Linked DNA regions of Mus musculus: region 2 is linked to region 1. The links are chromatin contacts, called in public HiChIP or PLAC-seq maps. All regions are on one chromosome and are shown on one strand. Each heading gives the region's core, a stretch centred on a gene start, on an enhancer-like site or on the middle of the called end of the contact. The rest is flanking DNA. Distances are from core to core; before and after follow the strand shown.

Evidence for each region. HiChIP or PLAC-seq counts read pairs in DNA pulled down with a chosen protein or histone mark.
Region 2: a contact with region 1 is called in an H3K4me3 HiChIP or PLAC-seq map of embryonic forebrain, with 3 times the contacts expected there. The contact joins two enhancer-like sites. A contact is called at or near these places in 1 of 484 Hi-C or Micro-C datasets (cortical neurons), 3 of 115 datasets of contacts at active chromatin or transcription factors (bone marrow-derived dendritic cells, embryonic forebrain and forebrain) and 1 of 9 other capture datasets (adipose tissue).

Annotation. Positions count from the first base shown.
Region 1 is chr16:77,785,768-77,790,793 of GRCm38.p6, reverse strand. No RefSeq gene overlaps it. Among named protein-coding and RNA genes, the nearest start is that of Mir125b-2, 140 kb to the right of the region's middle. Within about 2 kb of position 2,468, at least 73 of the 459 cell types and tissues checked have an H3K27ac peak or open chromatin away from gene starts, as enhancers often do. A contact at or near this core is called in cortical neurons, embryonic forebrain and forebrain, where this site is marked.
Region 2 is chr16:77,593,434-77,598,363 of GRCm38.p6, reverse strand. No RefSeq gene overlaps it. Among named protein-coding and RNA genes, the nearest start is that of Mir99a, 3.0 kb to the left of the region's middle. Within about 2 kb of position 3,638, at least 140 of the 459 cell types and tissues checked have an H3K27ac peak or open chromatin away from gene starts, as enhancers often do. A contact at or near this core is called in cortical neurons, embryonic forebrain and forebrain, where this site is marked.

The DNA.
Region 1 (5,026 bases), core at 1,219-3,718:
TTGAGAAAATGCCCTACAGCTGGATCTCATAGAGGCTTTCCTCAAATGAATTTTCTTCCTCTCTGATGACTCTAGCTTGTGTCACGAGGCATTCACTTTTAATTCAGTTAAAAAATTCAGCTATATCCAAGTGGAATCATATTTACTTTATTAGAAGGAGTTTGTAGCTCTCCCCTGCTCTTGAAAGATCCAATTTGTTACTCTGCTTAGAGACAGTCTGTCAGGTGCACACGTGGATATCACACTCATAAACAGCTTGACATTCAGTGCACAGAATCCAACCCTGTTAGACACGATCGACTAAGGTATTTTCATGAGGACTGAGGCTGATTATGAGAGAACAAAGAAGCAGAAGTCATACTACATAATAAAAATGGAAATTAGTTCAAATGCTCAATTCTACTTCTGATGCCAAGGAAGAGTCATAAAAGTTCACCTTCAACCACAGCTGTTTGCCAAGATGAGTCTGTAGTTATGTCTGAGTAAACTGAAATCAAAATCCAAATATGTTTCTGGAAGCATCCTTGGGACTGTAACCATCTATCTGGGTTTCTCCATGGGCAGATTCAGGCAGCCATGCTGTCTGAGATTTTCAAGCATGTTGTATGATTCCCTCTTTTTCTTAAGACCAGTAGAATAACAGCGATTTCACATTACTTTTGCTTTCCCTGCGAGCTATACTCATGTGTTTGCCAATATTATAGCCATGTGGGATTTAAGGCTAAGTGTCTTAATTTTAGGAAAATTATCAAGGAAAGATTTTATGCAAGGAAAGCTTGCTACTGATACAAATATTTTCATTGAATCCATTTTCATCTGCTTAGAAGCCCAACCAGATTGCTTTCTTCCCATTTGTTTTTTGGTTCCCCCTACCCCACCCCCATGATCCATTTTGCTGCTCTTTGCAGCCTGGTACTGCGGTGCTGTGCTAGCATAGGGAGACTAGGGAGGAGACGTGACCAGACACAAAGGTGATAAAGGCTTGTCTCATTTCAATGTTCAGCCAGAGTGGAATGCAAATAGCAAGCAGTGCATGACAAGAAGTAAATTAGATCTTTAAAACCCTTCTTTTAATAATCACAGATGATCCTGACACCGCGGGCAAGGCTTTTCTACGAATATAGGATTTTTTTTTTTAGCTCAACAAAATCACCTTAAAAGCCAGATAAGAGACAATATGACTTTGTTCCTTCCCTGTAAGAGCGTTTCATCCATTTTACATGGCTTTGTGAACACACACGCACACACACACACACACACCTGTACTTACCTATGTTTTTCTGAGAGTTTCTTTTGATTTTATTATTGAATTGTACACCATCATAAGAAATTGTATTTATCTCTCTCCTCTCATAAGACAGTGGGCTGGGTGGAAATTCAAAAGAAAAGAAGAAATTGATTTGTTTTCTGGGTAACCATAAATGGCCTGGAGCCAAAACTATAGACATGTCATCCATGCAAGTGAGGGGAAAAGCAGAAAGCCTTAGAGGCAGGAGAATATGATCACAGGGCACCCAGAATTGAATGATTAGTTCTGCCTTTTTGAATTAAATATAGGAAAGGTAAAATACAGGATAGGAAAAAACCAATGGAAGGAATTGTCAGATTTAATATAAAGAGACAAAATTCCTTGAAAACAGAAAAAAATGCCAAACGCTTTCATATGCAAACATCTAGACTGACAATTAGACAGTAGAACACCTGCATCCAATTAGACAAATAGCACAGTTTGCGGAAGAGGTACACACTACTCTGGAGAATCTCCTGCGAACTAGCTTATCGATAAACAGAGGCATCTGTGATGTTATTAGCACAGGCTTTAGAATCAGGAAACCTTGGCTTGAAGTTTCTCTTAACAGTGATGTGACCTTGGACTGGTCAACTAACAGCTCTGAATGCCAGTTTTCATCTTAATGGTACTATAGGGGGAAAATCAGTAGTACTGGAAGTGGGGTAGTTTGCCATCTATCCTATAGCAGCGTCTACGTAATAACTGCAGAGAGGTAAATGTGTTTATCCTTAATCATAAACTACAGCATATTTATAAGATAAAGAATCCATTTCTCTTCAAAGAGCCCACATCTTCTGACTTCTGTATCGAATGATATTTAATAGTTTCTAATACTTCTGAGATGGCGTTAGCATCTGACCCCTGTGTTCAGTAGCTTTGTGAGCTAAGGGAGCGCGAGCAGCGCATTATATACTAAAAGAACAGGAAAGACACAAAGCAAGTTCTGATTTCATTCGCCGAGTGCTCTCCTTTAACAAAACAGGTGTCTGACCCTAGGAACGCAGGGTTATTACGGAACAGATCCTAAAACTGAGGAGGCGCTCAGTCGGATGAGGTGTTTCTCCAGTATTTGCCTCACAGAGCAGATTTCTTTGTCTCCTGCCACCACGTGCATGCTGAGCCTGTCAGCAGCAGCAGAGGGAGATTTGTGATGTGAATCTCAGGTTTGATGTTGTTTACTGTTGAGTATATTCAAGTGGCATTGCCTTCTCTGCTCTTCTCCCGTACAGGCGGTTCCGAGGGCTGAAAGCATCCCTGTCCAAATGAAATCTTTTTATTTTTTTTCTCCCCCTTTTGCTTTGTTCTCTTCTGTCTGCTTCAGACACATGGCCACCTGGCATATGCTGTGTGTTCTCTATGCAGAAACTGCCAGCCAGCTAGCAAACAAAGCGCGCGGACACGCATGGGCAGAGCAGAGCGGAGGGCTGGGAATTCAGTCAATCCACTGGTCATTGGGTCAGACATTCAGGTCAAACGGTTTCTTTGACTGAGCCAACTGTAGGAACAGTAGATCCTGTCATGTATAGACACAGAAAAGGAAGTGTTACGATTTACACGTTTCTCTTCAATGCCCTGCATCACCCAAAGAGAATTCCCTGCAGTCTTTGATATTTTAAAAATTCAAATTAGATACTCATTGGCTTAAGCCATCCAATTACTTTTGAATTTACAGAGGAAACAGAGGAGAAAAAAAAGGATTAAAATAGTTGTTTTAAATCTCATCACTTTAGAAATTACAATGATCTCTTAAAAGCCATGGCTATCTGCATGTAACAGGTAATGCTCAAGGTTAGGGTTTCAAGAGGCAATTTCTCTTTAGATCTCAATAACAATTATTAGAAGAAGAAAAAAAATTTAGAAAAAAAGGGAATTGGTAGAATAATAAGGCATCTTTACAACGGTTTCTCTCTCTCTCTCCCTCTCTCTCTCTCTCTCTCTCTCTCTCCTGTCTATATTTGTATTATATTTTCCTGGGCATTACTGTGTGTGGAATAGTTTATTTTCTACAAAGAATAAAACTAATAATAAACATAAAATTTCAGGGTTTTTTTCCCCTTAATTTATATTTTATTCACCGAAGGATACATTTTTTGTTTTTTAACATCAATGCAAAATTGTTGCTATTTTTGCTAGGAATGCTTTGTCCTCAAACATGGTGACACCTCAATATGTCCAGTCTAAAGCAATGCATGGAATAGTGATGAGAAGACAACAGTGATTCAAGCTGTTTCCTTTCCGAGTCTGGAGTCGTGAAACAGCAGCAACAACAGAACAGGAAGGTGCACTGAGCAATGCTTTAGCCTTCAAAGGGCACATTGTGCACACTTGATTTGCAAGCAAGCTTCATTAGGTAAGACACACCCGACACATCTAACATGGCAACAAACAAGAAAGTCTAACTGGGACTACAGTCTTATCAGCTAGGAACCAGCGTTGTAGGGCAAACCAATGCAACCCACACCAAGTGCGCCATACCAGTGTGGTTGGGTGATTGGGTTTCGAATGGGCAATGAAGCTTCCGTTTTCACGAAATCAATCTTTCCTGTGTGGAAAAGCAAATTAATGATACAGATAAAAGAATAAAAGTTCCCTCAAACGGTAGGCTCATTTCTTTGAATCTGCTTTGCCTTCTCTCTGGCTTGTAATCCTGGCTTCTCTAACCAGGTATCAAATTATTGGATTGTGCTGTCTACAATGTTATATAATCAGAACTGGGTTGATTCATGGTGAGTTTGTAAAAATTACTCTTTTATTCTGAGCTCATATCTCTTGATCTTAGATTTATGGGGATGCCAATGGCTTCATCTATATCTTCCTCCTCTCTCTCATTCTCCACAACCCCCCCCCCAACGTCATCCAAGTAGCATCTACTTAACCTTTATTGTACCCGCCCATTTCAATGGAAAAGAAAGTACATGAAATCCCATTGTTTTCCTTAGCTGATTTTTCTGCTTAATTTACTTTGTCGCCTATTCCATATTTTATTTCATACAGATTAAAAATGCATTTATACTCCCCAGAATATTTAAACTCTTTATCAATATCATCTCAAGATAATGATTCTGCTTTGTTATGGTTAATTTTCTTATACCCATTCTTTTAAAAATTAAAAAATATATATTCTTGGAGAATTTTAAACATGAATACAATGCAGTTTGATCATAGCCAAACCTACTCCCTCCTTCCAACTTGCTCCTAGGATCCTTCCCAACATATTCCTAACTTCATATTTTCCCATTCTTTTGTTTTATTGTGTTGGTAACAAACAAATGGGACAGCCCATACGTACATGGATGTGGGATCATCCACCAGAGTATAAGCAGACTACTAAAAAATAACTCTTACCGGGTGGTGGTGGCGCACGCCTTTAATCCCAGAACTTGGGAGGCAGAGGCAGGCGGATTTCTGAGTTCGAGGCCAGCCTGGTCTACAGAATGAGTTCCAGGACAGCCAGGGCTATACAGAGAAACCCTGTCTCAAAAAAAACAAAAAACCAAAACAAAACAAAAAACAAAAACAAACCAAACCAAAACCAACACAAACAAAAAACAAACAAACAAAATAACCTCTTTCCCAGCAAACATAAATTGCCAATAGTTATTTGGGGCATAGCGTTTTGAGAGTTCCATGTCATGCTAGAGTCTTTAAGTGACTTGACTTTGTACAGATCTTGTGTAAATAAACACATTTGATGTGAGTTCATGCATGTAACAGTCATGTCATGTCTAGGAGATG
Region 2 (4,930 bases), core at 2,389-4,888, 190 kb after region 1:
AATATTTTAACGTTGTTGTTAAAATGTCCTAATTGAGAACCTAATATATGTACATATGAATTATACTGTTGTGAGGCACAGATATAGTATGATAAGTCTACAACTAAAAAGGAAGTTATTAAACTGTATATGCACTAGAGTGACTGTATTTATTCACATAAAACTCAGTTAATGATTTTTGAGATTTAGTCACATTATAGCTTTTTATAAACAAATGAGGTCTTGTTGACTAGGTAAAGAACACAAAACCCACAAATTCTAGATGTACAGACATGTGCCTACAGTGGGGATGAAATTAAACTTTTACAGCAGTGAGGAAAAGATATGGTATCAAAAAACCCTAAAATCAATGACATGATCGGTGTTATTCCTGCTATTCTGGAATATTTGTAGTCGCTTATATCACACCAAGGAGCATACATTCCCTTTCAACAAAACACATTTAAATCTATTTCCCAAGAACTATATCCTTTCAACAAAATACACAGCTACATATAATTCCTCTGTTCAACAGGTTGAAATGAAATAAATGATTCTTAATTCTGTCAGCTACTACACTGTAAGAAAGCAAGCCAGTAAGCACACATGAAGCCAGTTACATGTACATTTTTAGGATTCTAAGCTCATCTGAAGCAAAATTATAAGTTGTACAATCGTTAATCATTGCACTCATATCTAAAATGATTTAGCTTTTCTTAATTATATCTTCATTGTGAAAAATAATACTGCATAGTAATTACTTCATGATTTGGCATGTTTTGAAATAAATAAAAATAGAATGTATTTTCTCCAGTTTAATACAGATAATTTGGCCTACACAAATTTTCACCATTATTTATTTTCAAATCATTCTCCTACTTATTAAAACTGTAGTAAATAATCAACAATCATGCATCCAATTGTAGTAAAAGTATTTCCTTATATATTTATACATTTTATGTTTAAAAAAAAGAAAGAGGAAACACTGGCTGTAGCTTTTATTACTACAAAATATACTTTGACATTATTGTCTTACTAGATATATGGAAAAGATTAAAAATAAACTATGAGCTTATACTTTTCTATCAGATTTTTACTTCCTTTTATAATGTATAACCACTGAGAACATATTTTCCTTTTCATTAAATAGCTTCCTATTCAACCATCTTGTACCTGAATTGTATAAATCAACATACACATATGTCCTCAGAATGATGGACACTGGGCATTGATCACAAAACCAAACAAAAGGTTGACAAAGGCAAGTAATACTGTAAACTCTTGAAGGAAAACCATCAGTGAAAATCCCAAATACGTAGCTTCATAAAGGGAAGGACCATTTCTTATACCAAACACAGACATAATCATTTTCTCTTTAATATTCTAAGATTAATTACTCTCTACATTTGTGCCTTTTCGTTTTACCTGAGATGATTTTCTCCTGTGGTCATTCTCTTCTCTTCTCATATGCACTTTAAGTGTTCCCCTAAAACAACCACAAAAGGAAAAATATCAGACAACTGCCACCTACAGGGATCATCTGTGTAGATTGGGAGCAAAGGAAGGAGGTGGCCGGGAAGACAGGACAATGTCAAAATGGGGGAAAGCCTTAAAAGTCTATTCCTTAAGGCTTGGCAGGGTCTGAGGGCCCCACCCCAGGATACTCATATGACACAGAAATACTTTCACAGTTTGCAGCTACATGTTCATTCTGGTTGGTGTTGCTTTCCCGGGAACAGTTCTCAAAGTGAAAGGACGTGTCTCTTACGGAAGCGACTGGGTTCTTCACAATGAAGGGGTGAAAGCTGAAAAGAGCTTTGGATTTGGCATGGAGCTTAATAAGATAATTAAGAGTGTGGAGATTAATGGCTCCTAAAATAAGATTCAAAATAATGTTTTTTAAACTAAAGAATCATGAAACATGAAAACAGGTTTATCAATATTAATTAAGCCTTTGGAAGTTGGCTTTCTAATAACAAAGGAGGAAGAAGAGCTATTCTGCAAATAATTAGTGAATAATAACCGATAAAGTCAATAAAACATTGCTTCAAATATTATCTTTATATTAGGTCTGGGTAACTGTTAATCCTTTCATAATATAACTGAAAAGAAGACAGAATTAACCAGCTGTATAATATTTCTCTTTGTTTATCCTTGATGTTTATGATATCATGAAATATAATTTTAAAATCATAACAATTATGCTAAAGTTTTCTTCTCATAGCTAATATTATCATGCCAGTTCTTAGTATGAACATTGTAATCTTCATTGATACACACTGCATATCTCAAAACGTTTTTTTCTTTTTAGAGATTTTCTTGCATGTTTAGAAACATTGTTTAGTAAAGAAGTTTTTAAAGGGGGCATATCATTTAACCCTCTACCACTAAAATAGGAAAAGCTGCATTTTGTTACAAGACGTTGACTTGCTCAGCAATTTCCTTCTACAAATAGAGAAAATAATTAGAATGCAATGTATTCACCTGCCGAGCCAAAGCAACTCTGAACTTGAAAGCAAGTTTGTACAGACTTTCCCCACCACAACAGTGAAGGGCAACTTCCAACGCTTCCCAACTGCTCTAGGGCAAATTCTTTTTCCTTGTATTTTTAGAAGTAGAATTATTAAGGAACAAGCTATTTTTTTTACTTCGCAACGGAGAATCCGCTCTGTTTATTCCCATCTCTCCTCTACTGAAACCGGCATGAAAAGAAATTTTATTTAGCATTATATGGATGCATTTTTGAAGCAAGATCTCTTTTTAGAACTTCGAGAAATTTCTTCTTTTGCATTTAAAATTAGGAGTCACAGAAAAGGTTTTACTTTCCTTACTACTACTGATTCCCAAGCCCGTTTCTCCACAAAATATATTACTGGACACAAAAATCAGAGATAACACACACTACTGTCTGCCTAAAACTTCTGTGAACAACCAAAGCAGGAGCTTATGTCTATAGAGAGTTTTCTTATTCCAGTTTAGTGTCTACGCTAATCACGATTAGAGTAAGAAAGCAAAAGAAAAAAGTGTAAAGTGGGTAATGAGTTAATAAGAACAAATTGAAACTGCAAGGAGTCTAATTTATGGAATAGAAAGCGTAAAAAGAAACAAAAAAAAAGTTATACCTGGTATGAAAGTGCGGGTTCACCAAGTGCAATGTACTGCTCTTAGGCCATTGTTTTTTGAAATAATAACAAAAATAAATAAATAAAAGAAAGAAGGGTCATAGATTTGTGTTGCCTTCCAAGCTGCTTAACGAAGCCCGATGTCTCAGGAGTTAGACAAACCAAAGTTTGCTTTTTTGGGTTTGTCTCGGTTTGCATTTTTGGTTTGTTTTTGTTTTCACGCAGGCATTCCGCATCATTATCAGTATTTTTCAGCACTCTGGCGAATACTGAGAAGCTCAGGGTTTTTGTTTGGTTTGGTTTTTTGTTTTTGTTTTGGATTTTTTTTTTTTCTGTTTCTTCTGGGCTCCCGGTATTTCTCAGAGAAGGAGGTCCAGAGGGCTTGTCTTCATTCTCTTCCTTCTCCATATTCCAGGCACAAAGCACTGCGCAGAATCTGCACCAATCGTTGCCACCGACTGGCAGCAGAATGGTAGAAGGTGGGAGAGTCCCGGAATCCTTCCAGGCTGACTTGAGAAACGAGGACTGCACACGTTCGTCTCCCGAACCGAAGGGGTGAAAAGGCTGGGTGCCAGTTTGCTACTCGGCTGCAATGATCTCATGCTCACTGCTCTGTCGTCCTGTCCGACCAGTTCAAATGCCTGTTCATTATAAACCAAATACATACATACATAAATAACCCAAACTACTTGAATTCTTCAGTAACCAAAAGAAGAAAAAAAAAAGGAAAAAGAAAAGATATTAACATAAAAATTAAAAAACAAAACAAAACAGCAGTCAGGAAAGGTAAAAAAAAGAAAGAAAGAAAAGAAAACAAAAGAAAAAAAGCACATACAATTTAGGATTCACTTGTTATGCCTCAATATTCTGTTATTATTTTCCTTTTCTCTCTCTCTTTAGAGATAAGCAGCCGAATTTATCAGGCGTGAAAGGGACAGCCTCCTGGTGGCCTGCCAAAAGCCCAGAATAAAGACGAGGTTGTGCTTCAAAGCTCAGTTGCTTGCTGAGACTGGCTAAAGTCAAGTCTTAAGATCCACCATTTTCTGATCCTTGCTAGAAAAGAAGAAAAAAGTCAGGGCCGTTTGCTGCTTCCAAGTCTCCGTTGGCACCATCACAAAATCTCAGTCGTCAGGTCACATGATTCTCTGCCAAATGTAGAGTGAGGCATTCCCATCAACCATTCTGCTGATACTGCGAAGGCAGCTATTGTCTCGTTTAGACCCAAAGTTCAGCCCACTCTTCATTGAATTAGCTGAAAAACGCATCACCTTTGGGGGCTGGGAGTCATGGAAACGTCTACCTGGCAAGCTGCCCACTTTTTCTGCCCATCAACCAGAGATGGGATTGTGCTGCTTAACGCAGTCATGACTTGGAATGTGAAGAGTGGTCCAAAGTGAATCTCATTCTTACAACGCCTGTTTCATTTGCACAGAAAACTCTGGCTCATAGGAGAGAGGGAGAGGGAGGGGAGGGGGAGAGGGAGAGAAGGAGGGAGAGGGAGGGAGGGTGAGAGAGAGAGAGAGAGAGAGAGAGAGAGAGAGAGAGAGAGAGAGAGAGAGAGAGAGAGATCTTTCCTACAAAAAATTAGCAAATAAAGGTCTGAACATGCTTACTTTGCAACTTTGTTTCTCAACGCACCCGAATGGTTCTCAAACCGGAAGACTGAATGCCCTGCCCTGCGAGTTTTCGTCATTAAAGGCATATCTGTTTTCTTGTCTTTCTTTCTTTTTTTTTTTTTTTTGTAAACGCAACAAGCCTAGCACATTTGTTTTATTCTCCCACTTTAAGACTTTGAAACAAAACCAAACCTCCCAGTTTTCCTTTTTGCA